Linked DNA regions of Rattus norvegicus: region 1 is linked to region 2. A link is a contact called in public Hi-C data. All regions are on one chromosome and are shown on one strand. Each heading gives the region's core, a stretch centred on a gene start, on an enhancer-like site or on the middle of the called end of the contact. The rest is flanking DNA. Distances are from core to core; before and after follow the strand shown. Region 1 has its middle 51 kb from the start of Rpl37l2. Region 2 holds the start of Lpgat1 (lysophosphatidylglycerol acyltransferase 1).

Region 1 (6,895 bases), core at 3,962-6,461, 78 kb after region 2:
TCAACATGCTGGTCTCAGGTGAGACACTTCTAAAGAGCTGTTCTGTGAGACTCACCTGAGATTCTTGTTGGCTCTGACTGACACCCAATCTCTTCCCCTGTCCCTCTGCTCCTTTGTGTGTATCCCAAGAACATGCCTAACACTTCCCATACTCAATTTCCAAGAGTGTTTTCTAGGGAACTGACCTCATCATAGCTGCCTGGAAGTCAGTATTCTGCTAGTAGCCTTCAGAAGAGAGAGCACTAAGAGGCTGTGTTCCAGAGATAGCCAAGGTTTCACCTAGTGCTACTTGGTAATGCCCAAGAGTCACCCAGGTGGTACTGGATTTGAAGACATGAAGAGGTCATGAAGAGCAGCTGAAGTTTGGCACTGTGAGAGGCCATGGGAGGCCATCTGTGAAGGTGCAGCCTCAGTTGTAATTTATGGCCCGGGACTGTGATGGCTGCTGATCAAGGTTCCCTGGTCCCCTTCTTTCTGAGGTGTGTAGGAAGGACAGCCATGATGACATAACAGAAGCTTCCTCACTCACCTGACACAGAGCGGCCTGGGAGTTCAGCCAAGCATCAGTGACAAAGGAAAGAAAAGTCAAGGATTTTTTTCTTGGTAAAGCTTGTGGGAAAACACTTTTCTTTTCGTCAAGTAGCTGTATGGATTTGACCAGGGAGAGAGGCTGCTGGAGACTCTGGAAGGATGAGGCACTACCCAGAGAAAAGGAGTACACTGGTGAGCTGGGTGTGGTGGCTCGCTTCTGTAAATCCCAGTACTCGGGAGGCTGAGGTGGGAGAATTGCTGTAAACTAGAGGTCAGCCTAGACTACACAACGAGACATTGTCTTAACAGAAAAGGAAAAGCAAGAGAAAAAGAAACAAAACAGCATGAGGCAAACATAGGCACGAGGAAAGACGTCTTGCCACACCACGCTCCGTGTCCCGACTGTCCCGTGACTTTTTTTCTCACCAACCCTTCATTCTCTGAGCTTCCAGAACGTCCCAGAAGTTGTCTGTCTGTCTGTCTGTCTGTTTCCTCTTCTCCCCACTGCCCAGTTCTAGAAGTTCAACCAACCCAGAGTTCTGCCACCCAAGATGGCCTCTTCCCTTGATGAGCATCGGGGTGTTCTCCGTCCCCTTAGTTGTGTTGGACTCCCTTGTGTGGAACTGCATGAAATGTGAGGCTGTGGTCGCAGCCGTCTGACGATGAGGGAAACGGTGGGAAGCCAGGCCTCGGTGGCTTGCCTCATTAGGACGGAGGTGCTGAGAGACACGTCTTCACCAACAGTGATCCAGCCCCTCCAGGAACTGCTTAGAGGCAGCAGTGCTCATCCCTCCCAAGGAGGCCATGAGGGCAGCCTGCCCTGCCTTGCTGTTGGGCAATGTTGGCCCAGGCCGGGCTGGGCATGGTGACCCGAGGTGTTTATGATTCTTCACCGCTTCTTTCAGAACTCTGTATCCCTGGCTTCACTCAGAGTGTACCGCCTCATTCTTGTACTAAATCCCTTAATTCCCAATACCTGATTGGCTGGCACACAGGTTCTGTTCCCATGGGTGCTGACTAATGCAGCTAGAATTGGGTAGGTCCTGCACCAGGCCCTCTGTATCCATTGTGCCTCCGCACCAGCTGCCTCCTTTCTGTGTGGTGGTGGAAAGGTGCACAGCCCACGTCCCTCCTTCCTGACCTCTGCTGCTTCACTTCCAGACTGTTTCTGTTTCCTGTTCTGTCTGGCAGGTGGCCTGAGGAAGTGACACAGGCTGGCACCCAGCTAGGGCTAATGTTAGGAAGAGTTTCCTGTTCGTAATTTCCAGTTAGAAAATGCAACCAGGGCCCTGGCATATGTATGTGTGTGTGTGTGTGTGTGTGTGTGTGTGTGTGTGTGTGTATATATATATAAATTTTTCATAAAAGTGATGCATATTTTTAATCCCAGCGCTCGGGAGGCAGAGGCAGGCAGATCTACAGGCAGATCAACAGAGTGAGTTCCAAGACAGCCAGAACTACTCAAAACAAAACAAAAATAAACAAACTAAAAACCTAAAAGAAGAAGGGAGGGGGGAAGGAAGGAAGGGAGTGAAGGAGGGAGGGAGGAAGGGAGGAAGGAAGGGAGGGAGGAAGCAAGCCTATACCCTCAATGAGCACGGGGTACAGAGGGTAAAATCATGGCATCTTGGGCTTGGACACAACCTAATAGATTTTCTCGTGGGGACACTGAACCTGGTTTGTCTCCATATGTCCTTTCCGGCTTCAGTTAGCTGGGACATCAAGGCCACTGTCACTGACCAGTGTCTTCGAGTGATGGCCTCCCTCATGCCTGGCTCTCCCTGCTCATGACTGCTCCGGCACTGCTCACAGTGGGGTTGGCCTACACTGACAAACGTCAGACTGACAAACGTCAGACTGCTGGAGTGAACGGCATTAGACGGTCTCGAGCATCCGTCTCCATACCCAGACACTGCTATGATTTAGAAAACAGGGTGAGGTAAAGGCCTGTGTTTGTTGTGTAGCTGGTTAGCTAGCTAGTGGCTAGCTTTGATTTGAGATAGGATCTTGTAGCCCCCATGGCCTCACACTCAGTAAGAATGACACTGGACTCCCCACCTCCTGTCCCCACCTCCTCAGCCACTTCACACCCAGTTCACACAGTGCTGGGGATGGGGATCACACCCAGACCTTGGCACATGCAAGGCAGGTACTCCACCCACTAAGCTCTATCCTTAGACCCTGTGCTGAGAGAGAGAGAGAGAGAGAGAGAGAGAGAGAGAGAGAGAGAGAGAGAGAATATAGCCGGAAGAGGGACTTCGATCCCTTGGAGCTGGAGTTGTCGCTGGTCGTGAGCTGCCTGGGTGCTGGGAACCAAATTCAAGTTCTCCAGAAGAACGCACGTGCTCTTGACCCCTGGGCCACCTCTGCAGCTTAATTTATTTTTAAGCTGAAGAAAGAACTAGGGTGCAGCTCAGTTGTAGTCCCAGAGCTTAGCTATGTGAAGCCCTGGGTCTGTCCCCAGCACTAGATCAAGGGAGAAAGCGGGGAGGAGGATGGAGAGGTGAGTCCCCTGGGACATTTCCTCAGTGTCTCCTCTCTTCCATGTTTGATTTCAGTGCCTTTCCTCTGCCTGGCCCTTCTCCATGCCTCACGTGCCCATCTCGGGGCAGTGCCCTCTCCAGGACCCCCTGCCACTGGGTACCTTAGAATGGCACCGTTTGGAGAGGGCACTGAGGGAAGCCCAAGGCTTTAGAGACCTCATCGTGGAGTAGCATCCATCTCGGCCGGCAGCTCTGCTGAGCATCACAAAGAACCACCTGACCATGCAGAGAATCCAAAGGATCAGGAAGAGGGGACAGGAACCAGTGGGGGCCATGGAAACCCAAAATGGTGGGCTTGGGGATGCGCAACCCACAGGCCTTTCGCGGAGTGCTTTGGTGACTGTTTAGCTCTAAGCAGCTCCCATCCATGAGTCCTTTCTTGGGAAATCCTTTGATCTCTCTGCTTGTCCCTAACAGCACTCAACGCAGGTCTGCGCAGGGGTTTGAACAGAGGGAGGGGCTCGTGAAGACTAGAGTCTGTGCTCAGAGCAGCCAGGCAGCATCCTCCACACCCCGTGTCCCCACATAGCCCTCCTGTCCACCCTCTCAGCTGCCCGACCCACAAGGCAGCTGGGCGGTGTTGGCAGAACTGAGGCTGAGCACTGTGGGCTTCTACGCCTTCCCCCTGACCATCCCAGAAAGAGGCTGGACCAAGGAGAGCGGGAAGCTCCACACTTGCTGAGCAGGTGTCTGCAAGCCTGTTTTGGCTGTTTACTCTGCTAAATGCTCATCTGTGTCAGCGAAAAGAGAACACACACATGCTTTTTTTTTCTATCCCTGATACATATCCTGGGAAGTAAGCAGTTGAAGTGAGTTTGTTTCTTACTATTAAAAAAAAAAAATAAGTCTTTTGAATATTTTCTTCAATTAAGTAATATATTACTAAGAGTCACATTATTTTTAAAAACTCATTATTTATTTAGTAGCTGCTTTGTTTGCTTTTGAGACAGAAAGCTCCTGTGGCTTCTCTCACTCCACCTGCCCCTCTCAGAATCCCCTTCCTATGCTGGATCTCCCTCGCTCTCTTTTCTTTGGACACATCTAACAATGTCTGACCTAGTGCTGCACTGTTTTCTTCATCAAAACAGAACCGTACTTACATGGTTTTGTATGACGTGCTGCAAAAGAAAATTTGCATTTGTGATTATAATTGAGTGAAAATTAAATGACTACATTTGACCTTCTTTCATTATATACACACATACACACGTGTGCACGCACATGTATATTTCTTGATGGCTTGTTGTTTGTTTTGTTTGTTTGTTTTTGAGATGGGCTCCTTAGGTAGCCCAGGCTGGTCTGGAAAGTCTGGTTAAGGCTGACTTGACCTCATGAGTGTCTTGACTTAGCCTCCATGCGCTGGGATATCCAGCTTGATATGAACACTATAAATATATTTCCCACCATTTTATATGTTGGTTGTGGTGAATTTTGCCATGAAAAGGCTTTATTTGTTTGCCTTGGAGTGTGCTTGAAAATGTATATGCCGTCCGGGGTGATGTGATGTTTTTTTTTTATTCATTTATTATATATAAGTACACTGTAGCTGTCTTCAGACACACCAGAAGAGGGCATCGGATCTCTTTACAGATGGTTGTGAGCCACCATGTGGTTGCTGGGAATTGAACTCAGGACCTCTGGAAGAGTAGTAACTGCTGAGCCATCTCTCCAGCCCCGATGATTTTTTTTAAGTGAATTTTATTTTACGCAGACACAGAGTGGCTCTCCAGTTTCTAGGCACTGTGGAAACTCATGTCTGCTTTGCACATTTCAGAGACAAACAAATCGAACTGTGGGACTGTCAATTCTTTGCTATTCTGGAAAAAATGAAAAAGGATGGGCCTCAAAGGTGTCCTCTGTGAGCTCGGCAGGGCGGCACTAAACCCTACCACTGAGACCCTGAGGGACAGCACAGAGTGAGCTTGGGCCTGAAATGGCTCCCTCCCTCGGGGTTGCTGATTGCTCAGACTTATGGTTCTCAAGCCTTGTTCCAGGGAGCTTTTGTGGTTTAAATCAATGTGCTTCTGGGAATCAGCCCTATTATTTCCTAGTTTACATTAACAGCCTCCCTCTTCCACCGCTGTCACAGAATGCCCTTTGTCCTACAGCACAATGCCAGTCTTTTCAGGGATCTCTGAGCGCTTTCTAATTAGGACCCACAACCTCAGGCCAGAGGAGAGAGTGAAGCCTGGAGGCAGGGACAGAGCTGCCCCTTGGTCACAACAGAGAGGAGCCCAAGTTCAGCTGTTCCTCAGGAGCAGCCTACACCACCTCTTAGACCACCGGGTCCGCAGCAGAGGACAATGTGTTCTGCTGTGCAGCTTAGGATCAGCTGCTATTGGCTTGGACTGAGTGGAGCAATACCCAGAAAAGAGCTGGGTAATAATAGCTCTCACACGGCTAGTCCAGTTGTCAAGCCTAGCCTGGAGGACCAGAAACTACATCAAGCCCGTCTGAATATGACTTCTAAGCAATGAAATATCGTCAACAGCCCTGCTCTGTGTCACACACACACACACACACACACACACACACACACACACACACACGGACACCGAATGTGCAAAGGTGCACACTCAGCAGCTCTGTGGGGACAGCCTAGGAAAGGACACCGTGACATGACAAGGGAGGATGGAGGCCAGGCAGCACCAGCCTGGGGTCTTCCCAGGGTGGCCTCTGAAAGGACGTTGGATTCAGTAGAGACAAGATTGCTGCACTGTGCTGGGGAGATCTGGAGGGAAAAGTTCCTGCACACCAAGACCCACATGATACAAGGGACAGAGATGTGCACTGTTCTGGGGTTCTGTGAAAGAGCTGAGAGTCAACATGTCACGAGTGGCCATGGTCTGCCCACCACTGTTGTGTCACACATGCCACATCTATCTCGTGTTTCTCAGGGTCGGGGACGTTATAGTGCTGGTGGCTGTTTTTCCTTCTTGGCTTTCTTGCTGTAAACCCCCCCCCCCCCTTCTTCCATGTTTCTCTCCGACTGTAGAAGACCTGCTGCTGGAGACTGCTGCCTGTCTGCCCAGGGCACGGGCATTTCGCTTCAGTACAAGACACCCAGGCTATACCCAGGCTACACCCAGGCTATCCAGGAAGGCCTGGGCAGGACCTGTGCTGGGCAGCCATCTGCTCCAGGGCAGATAACAGGAGCCTGGGCCCTGGTTCCCTGCTACTGTGCTAGCTACAGAGAGAGCCAATGCTCTGCAGAAGCTGCATGTGAAAGTAGGTGGGTCCAGGGTGTGAGGAGGAGGGCATCGATTGGGTAAGCAACAGATGTGAGCCTTGGGCATCTGACGCCTCTCATCAGTTCTCAAGGCCAGGCTTGCCGTGACAGGTAAAGCCATGGTGTAACCTCCTCTCCTTTCTTGTCCCTGATATTTTCTTTTCTCCACTGGATCTTCCGAGTGACGGTTGATTTACCTTCTTGGTTGATGCTGTCCTCATGCCTCCCTAGACTTGAGCACCATGGATGAACAGAAGCCCTCAGCGTTCCCTCTGACACCTGTTCATATGAGGGCCTCAGTCAATTCATGAGAACATGGCTGGACACACAAAGACTATATATGTTCTACCTGCTGACCAGCGGGATGCTGTTGCTGGAGGGAAGTGAGGTTTAGGGACCATGGATCAACAAGCAACAGCACTTGCTGTTTCTCTTGGCTATGGTTTTGTGAGTGTGTGTGTGTGTGTGTGTGTGTGTGTGTGTGTGTGTGTGGATACGCAGGCCAAAGGCCAATGCCTTCACTCTCACCTTAGTTTTAAAGATAGGGCCTCTCGGTGAAACTGGAACTGAAGAATTGGCTGGCTGGCCAGTA
Region 2 (6,996 bases), core at 2,655-5,154:
AGTATGACTTGTCCCCGGTATGCAATGTCTGTGCACTGTGGCCACTGAAGAGCCAGGGATAGCAATGCTCACCTTGCCCTGTACCAAGTGAGCGGTGTGAGCCCCACTGTCTTCAGAGTCCTTTCAGGAAATGTGCTCATCTGACAAGACAAAGTCAGAAACAGGGAGAAGGACCAGAAAAATCTTCTTTCTAGCCTCTGTGTCTACATGTAGTTAGTTCTACAACTCTGACAAGACAAACTAAATACAAAATTCTGGGAAGCCGGCTCGGTGGCTCATGCTTGTATTCTAGAATGTCAGAGGTTGATGCTGGTGCATCACTATGAGTTCAAGGCCAGTCTAGCTCTCATCCTCTTACTTTGGTAAAGTGATTGTTATTCAAACACATTTTATTAAAGTCTGAGTGCATTAAACAGTTTAAAGATATTCATTGTAAGTGGAAGCTCCACAAGTTCGAGGGCCACACACTAGCATAATGAGACCCTCGTTCAAAGAACAATCGACAACAACAAAAAAGGGTCTGGGGCTTGCGGGCCTCACTATTCCTCACCCAGGAATGGCAGGTGCATCTGAAGGCCTCGTTTTGTTTGCCTCTTTACAGAAACTTAATAAATCTTCCGGCACATCCCAAAGGAACCTGTTTGTTTACATATACGGCAAGTATTCTACCACTAAGCTATATCCCTAGCCCAGAAATCTGTTAAATTAAAAAAAAAAAAGGTTTTCTGATAAGAAACAGCTAAGAAACAAAGTACGTCTTTCCTAAGAAAAAGGAAAGGCGGGGCTGGGGATTTAGTTCAGCGGTAGAGCGCTTGCCTAGGAAGCCCAAGGCCCTGGGTTCGGTCCCCAGCTCCGAAAAAAAGAACCCCCAGGTCAGCCCAAGCCACCCAGGACTAACAGCTAAAGTGCTATAGGTATAAAGTGCTATAGGTAAGCAAACTGAATTTCAGTTTCACGTTATTTTAATGAATTCGTATCCAGCTAGTTGCTACCATCTAGGGCAGGGCAGGTTAGATCATCAGCGTAAGTCCTCAGAGGATAAGCAACCTTGTCTTATACTACAATACCAGTGTGAAATCTCTCATTCAAAACCTGTTTTCAGTTTTATGATATTTAAAACTTCCTTTTAAGTAGGTTTTCAATAAAAATTTGGCAATTTTTATTCTAAAACATGAACATACTAGACTTGCTAGTATGGTCATAACAGAGAGTCAAGAAAGCAAACAGGAGGTGGTGAGCAGGCGTACTAACAAAAGGGTCCAAACAAACCAAGAGTCATGGGTTTATGGAGCAAGAACCACGTGTGTTTGCAGGCTTGGCTCTATGTCTGCCTCTTCACAGCACTTCAGGAAGTCTTCCGGCACTAACACCAGGCCATGTTGGTTAGGTTTGCAGCCAGGTATCTGTGGATGTGAGGCAAACGTGAACACCCAGCTCCTGAGCAGACCTGACAATTCCTTTGACATTGTCCAAGTTTTCATCTGTGAAAGACAAACAAAATACCTACTGTCCTCTTGATTGAGAGAGAAGAAGCGAGATGCGTAATGCTGAGAAAGGAGCTCATTAACGCCTATGGAGGTGTTCTCTTTAAACCTGCTCAGGCTTCCAACAAACTTAATTCCTGCTCTGTTTGACTTCTTAACTGTTCTGTTCTGCTCTCCAAAGAAACTAAAATTTGATGAAAAACTGGTCAAACTGTCAACATGCAGTAGCCTGAAGAAGAGCAAATGTCTGGAGGAGACTAAAGCATAGAGGTGACACCACAGCCACTGGGCTGGAGGTAAGAGAACCCTCAGAGATAGGTAGTTAGTAAGGAAGAAGACGCCCAAGAAGCTTTGCTTAAAAACACACTGGAGGCAAGCTGGATTCCCAGCACTTTGGCAACTGCAGCAGGAGAAATGCTCTGGTCTGAATTTAATGCCAGTATGGGTGACATGTTTGGGGACGGTCTAGGATATAGGAACAAAATCTTGTCTCAAGAAAAACAAAACAAGTAACACCCCCCAAAAGACAAGAAAGCTACAAAAGGACAAGTGCAGGGAGCCCCAGCCACAGGTGACAGCCTTCAGGCAGCAGCACTCCTCTCTCACGATCGATCGCAAGGTCAACGACTAGCAAACTTCATCAGGCCGGCAGCACACATGAGCATGTATCACAGATAAGTACATTAGGTCCAGTTGCTTCATTGTTTTCAAGTAGAAAAAAATACAAGCTGCTTTTGAAAGTCTTATAAGATCACTTTAAACAAGCAAACGTAAGTATACTGTGCACACGATAGCTACCAGCTACTACACAGAACACCTGGGAAAGCCAATGACATCGAGCAAGCAAGGCAATTCAGCATGAGGGTAGGAGTGTCATTTTCTCTCTCCCATCACTATTGCTACCAGGCACTGAAAGGGACAAGGGGCTTACCCAGTCTCCAAAGCCATCTGCATCTCTGCAGCTCCCTACCAAGAAGGAATGCAGGTACCATGCCAGGGGATAACAGAGTACCAGACAGCACTGAGGGAAGGAAACCCTTCATGGAGGCCACAGAGGACATCCTGTCACTCAGCAGGAGGCTGCCACCCTGTGCTCTCATTCTTTTTCTGGTGTATGGATAAAATCTGCAGATGCAGGCAGTGCAGGCAAGAGGGAGACAGACTCTAAAAATGGAGAACCGTTTTTGCTGTCTGATCCTTAAAAAATGCCCTCCACTTTTCAGCTATGAACTGCCACACAGTTGCTGAGGAATCTGCCCACCAGTTCTGTTTCCACAATAAAAGTTTCCGCATCTCACAAGTTAGAGCCTCACCCTCTCTGCATTATTGTAATCCTAAAGAAGGAATAGTCAGTGAAAGAAAACAGAGGATGCAGCATTTGGGCAGAGATGGAAGTTCTCAAAATATGTGAAGTTTATGTGTAGAAAACACACACCACGCCTCACTGAGTGTTATTAAAGTCCACCTCGACATGGCATCCTCCTCCCCAAAATGAAGTTTAAAAGCAAAAAGAGAAATCCACTGAAAGATACTCAGGGAAAGTTAACATAACATATTCTGAAATTTTTAGTAATAGACTTATGAGATAAAATATAAATCCTAGAAAACAAAAGAAACTTACTTAACAGAAATGGAGAAAGCCTAGCTTAAAACATTATACAGTGCAGCGTTACATTACATAGAAGAAACTTATTAAACTGTCTGAGCAGAAATATGGCTCCCTGGCTTTTCTCAATGTCCAATGCTTACAGACTGGACTAGGTATCTCACATCTCCACTCTGTAAGCCCTCAAGTCCTATATAACACATTCCTATTCCTCTAGGATACCTTTTAAGGACCAACTTTAATAAGTCACATTAAAAATACACTATTTAAGGAATCTATCAACAATATTCAATTATAAAATTATACTTCTATAATAACTATAAAACATTAGACTTCCTGGCTGAGGTTTCGATGAGAAATCCAACAAGACTATTTCTTTCCTAATGGCCAAGGCATTCTCAACCAAAAGCATAATACAGATCCAATCATGGCTCCTGACTTATGCGTAGCATTGCAAATTGGTTCGTGTGCTAATGCTCTTACCTGTGTATCCAGCATACCATCCCCAGGAAGCCACCATTCCTAAAAGCCATTTGTACATGAGTCCTTCGATATACCAGAAGCGCTTACTGTCCAGCACTCGGAGTGGCTGCAGTATAATTATATAGCAGATGTAGGATGGAATAGCAACCAGGTTGTTGGCGACCATGAAGGCAAACCTCATCAGGGCTTTCGCGACTATCCAGCCCAGCCACGGAGCTTCTTCCACGGTCACAGCCATTCTCACATTGGCGTCGGTCCTGTCTTTCTGGGGATGAAAGGAAAAATCATTTCAAAAGGAAAATGGGTGCAGTCAGCAGCACAGAAATCTCCAGCACAGAAATACAAGAAAACGCAAGGGTCTAAGCTCTCCCGGTGCAGCGTTCGCCCTGCGATCTCCAGGGCAAATTCCAGAGGGGGACAGAGAGGAGGGAGGAGCCGCACAAGGTCAAGAGAGCCGTTCCGCGGGGCACGGGCCACGGCGGAATATATTTAGCCAACGCTAGACCGTCCCGCTAGCCGGTGGCGGCCCCGCACCGCGACCCACCGCGGCCGCCAAGCTTCCGCCAGACCCTCCGACTCCGCACGCTGCCCCGGACCCGCCGGCCGGAGGTCCCGCCACGCGGGTCCTGAACGCCCGGCCATGCCTTTACCGGGGCTCCCCAAGGGCTCGTCCGCAACAGCGGGGTGCTTGCTTCGCTTCGCTTCTGAGGGGGAAGGAAAGGAGAGGGGCCCAGGAAGGAGGACGAAGGTGAGAGGAAGCCGGCGGAGAGGGGGAGGGGGAGCGGGACCAGAAGGTGAAGCGGAGGGGCGAGGGATGCGGAGCCCCCGACGCCCGGCCGAGAAGGCTCGGGCAGCGGTTTCCTCAGGTGAGGAGCGGGGCGGCCTCGGGTCGCCGCGGCAGGCTCTCCTCAGCCGTGTCCCCTCAGCCGGCTCCCCCTCCGCGGACTCTCCACGGAGGGCTCCCCTCAGCCAGGTATCCTCAGCCAGGTCTCCTCAGCGGGCTCACCTCAGTGGGCGCAAGCGGCGAGCGGCGACAGGGCCGAGGGCCGGCGGCGGCGGCGGGAGTCCCTGGCCCGGGGGTCGCGGTCATGGACGCGGCTGCGGCGGCCCAGGCGGCCCGAGGCGCGGCGCGAGCGGGCGCGCGGGCGCCCTAGTCCCCTCGCGGTTGCCTGTGGACAGAGGCGCGGCGGGGACTCAGAGGCCGGACCTGTCACCGGGGCGGGTCCGGGGGAGGCGGGCGATGCCCCGCGCCCCCGCCTCCGCCTCCTCCCCGGGCCTACCGCGCCCTCGGCCCTCGGGCCGCCGCCGCCTCCTCCACAGGCCACGCGACCAACGGCACCCTTCCCCGCCCCCAGCGCCTCCCGGGCCCGGCCCGCCGCGCCCCAGGTTACCTCGGGCAGGCCGGGGCCCGGCCCGGGCTGCGGGAGCCGGAAGAATGCATGGCCGGCGGAAGGAGGCGGCGGCGGCGCGGCCCTCCGGGCTCCAGGTCCCGGGCGGCGTGGAGACTCGCTCCCCAGGGCCCGGCGGCTGCGTGCGCCCCGGCCGGCGGGGAGGGTTGGCGGGAGGAAGCGGCAGCGCCCCTGAGCGCCCTCTAACGAAGGCGCGGCGCCGCCCGCCCCGCGGACCCCCTAGTGCGCGGTTGAGGGCGCCCCGGGCCGCCCGGCCTAGGCCCCCGACCTCACCGAGCCCCGAGTCGAGGCAGAAGGCTGCTCGGAAAGGTCTGGAAGGAAGGCCGGCCCTCCCAGCGCGCGGGGACCTTTTGGACCCTCCTGGACCCCTCTCAGCCACAAGGGCCGCCGTGCTGCATTGTTGAGGCTCCTTGGCTGCCCAGGCTGGCACGCTTTCTCCTTTTCATTCCTAAAGAAACCCGCTTGCGCTCAGGGCTTTTCTTCTGAACCTCCCCAAGGTATTACGGTCTAGCGTTTTTAAATCAGTTGTTTTTAAGTGCCAGAATCCTTGTTTCTGGAAAGCACCTGGAACTTGAATGACAACATCTTCAATCCCGCTACACACACACACACACACACACACACACACACACACACACACACACACACGGGGTTGGGGCGGATCCAGTGAGAATCCAGTGGTCTGCACAGAAATAGAACTGAGTATATGGAAGAATAAAAAACAATTAGCCACATCCATAATAGGACTCATAGCCAGCCCTGGTCACTACTAGGACATTAGCTGAATTTGGGTTCAAAGGCTGGACAAAACCAAGAGTCCTAATAGACACAGTATCTCTTGTTGGGCGTGGTAGCTCATTGCCGGTAATGGCAGCACTTGAGAAGCTGAGGCAGGAGGGTTGATGTGAGCTGGAGGCTAGCCTGGGATACAGAATGAGTTCCTATACGAGTTACAGAGTGAGACCCTGTCTATGAATAAGTAAAGCCCTGTGAATAGAGCAGCAGTTTGTTTTCTTATTCTTTAAGACCAGGCCTTACTCTCTGTATAGTCAGGGCTGATCTGTAATTTATAACAGCTCAGGCTGGCCTCCAACACTTAGAAATCTTCCTGCCTCATTTTCCCCAGTGTTGGGATTGTAGGTTTGAACCACAATGCCCAGTAGGATGGCAGTTTTCACACGTCTCTAAGGGGTGATGGAGTATCACTTATTGTGTCTGTACTGTGAAAATGTCAAAGCCCAGTGTGGTGGTACGCATCGATAATCCCAGCACCAGAGAGTCTAAGGCAGGAGTACCAGGAGTCCTGGACCAGCCAAGGCTGTCAGACCTAGTCAAAAAAAAATCAATTAAAAAAAATTCATGCTTTTATAATCCCCCTTTTCCCTCCCACTTTGATCCAGGAATGACAAAAAAACAAAAAACAAAAACAAAAACAAAACCCAAAAACTATGAAATATATGTACCCTTCCATGTATGTTTAGCCTTTACAGCTATTATTACTCTTTACCTGTTCACAAACATATTTTACTGTACAGGGCATGCTAGGGATGTAGCTCACCTGTGTGTTCAAGGTCCAGGCCAGCGTGTGACAAAGCACAACTAAAAAGAATTAAAGGCCACTGGGCATGTCAGGGCTATCCATAGGGACTCATGAGTGGCAGTAGAAAAGCTAGATACACTCATTCATTTCCTGCTCTTCCTTTGTCAGTCTAGGCACCAAGATATTGGACCTTCCACTAAACCTCCGGAGAGAAGTGTAATAACATGTACTGAAGATGACCATTCAGTTGCGTCATTGTATTCTCATAACAAACACGGAGATGGACGTCTGCTTCCTAGATAGTAGACCATCTGCCTCAACAGTCAGTGCACTGACTTAAGAGAATTAGCCCCTGCTAGCCAAGCAGTGAAGCTCAAGATTCGGGTTTCAAAAGCATCATTTGTGACATTTTACCACAGTAAGAACCCAGATACATAACAGGATAGCATAACACTGGATCTCGGGGGCCTGCAC

Evidence for each region. Hi-C and Micro-C count contacts between places; a contact is called where the count stands out from the background.
Region 1: a Hi-C map of Schwann cells shows a contact between it and region 2, with 2.5 times the contacts expected there. The contact joins the enhancer-like site here to the promoter of Lpgat1 in region 2. A contact is called at or near these places in 5 of 12 Hi-C or Micro-C datasets (the A7r5 cell line, Schwann cells, frontal cortex and 2 more).

Annotation. Positions count from the first base shown.
Region 1 is chr13:105,746,832-105,753,726 of GRCr8, reverse strand. No RefSeq gene overlaps it. Among named protein-coding and RNA genes, the nearest start is that of Rpl37l2, 51 kb to the left of the region's middle. Within about 2 kb of position 5,211, at least 43 of the 93 cell types and tissues checked have an H3K27ac peak or open chromatin away from gene starts, as enhancers often do. A contact at or near this core is called in Schwann cells and liver, where this site is marked.
Region 2 is chr13:105,823,733-105,830,728 of GRCr8, reverse strand. Lpgat1 (lysophosphatidylglycerol acyltransferase 1) reads right to left here and starts at 3,904. Exons shown (of 7, transcript NM_001109376.2): 1 at 3,574-3,904. The coding sequence starts at 3,811.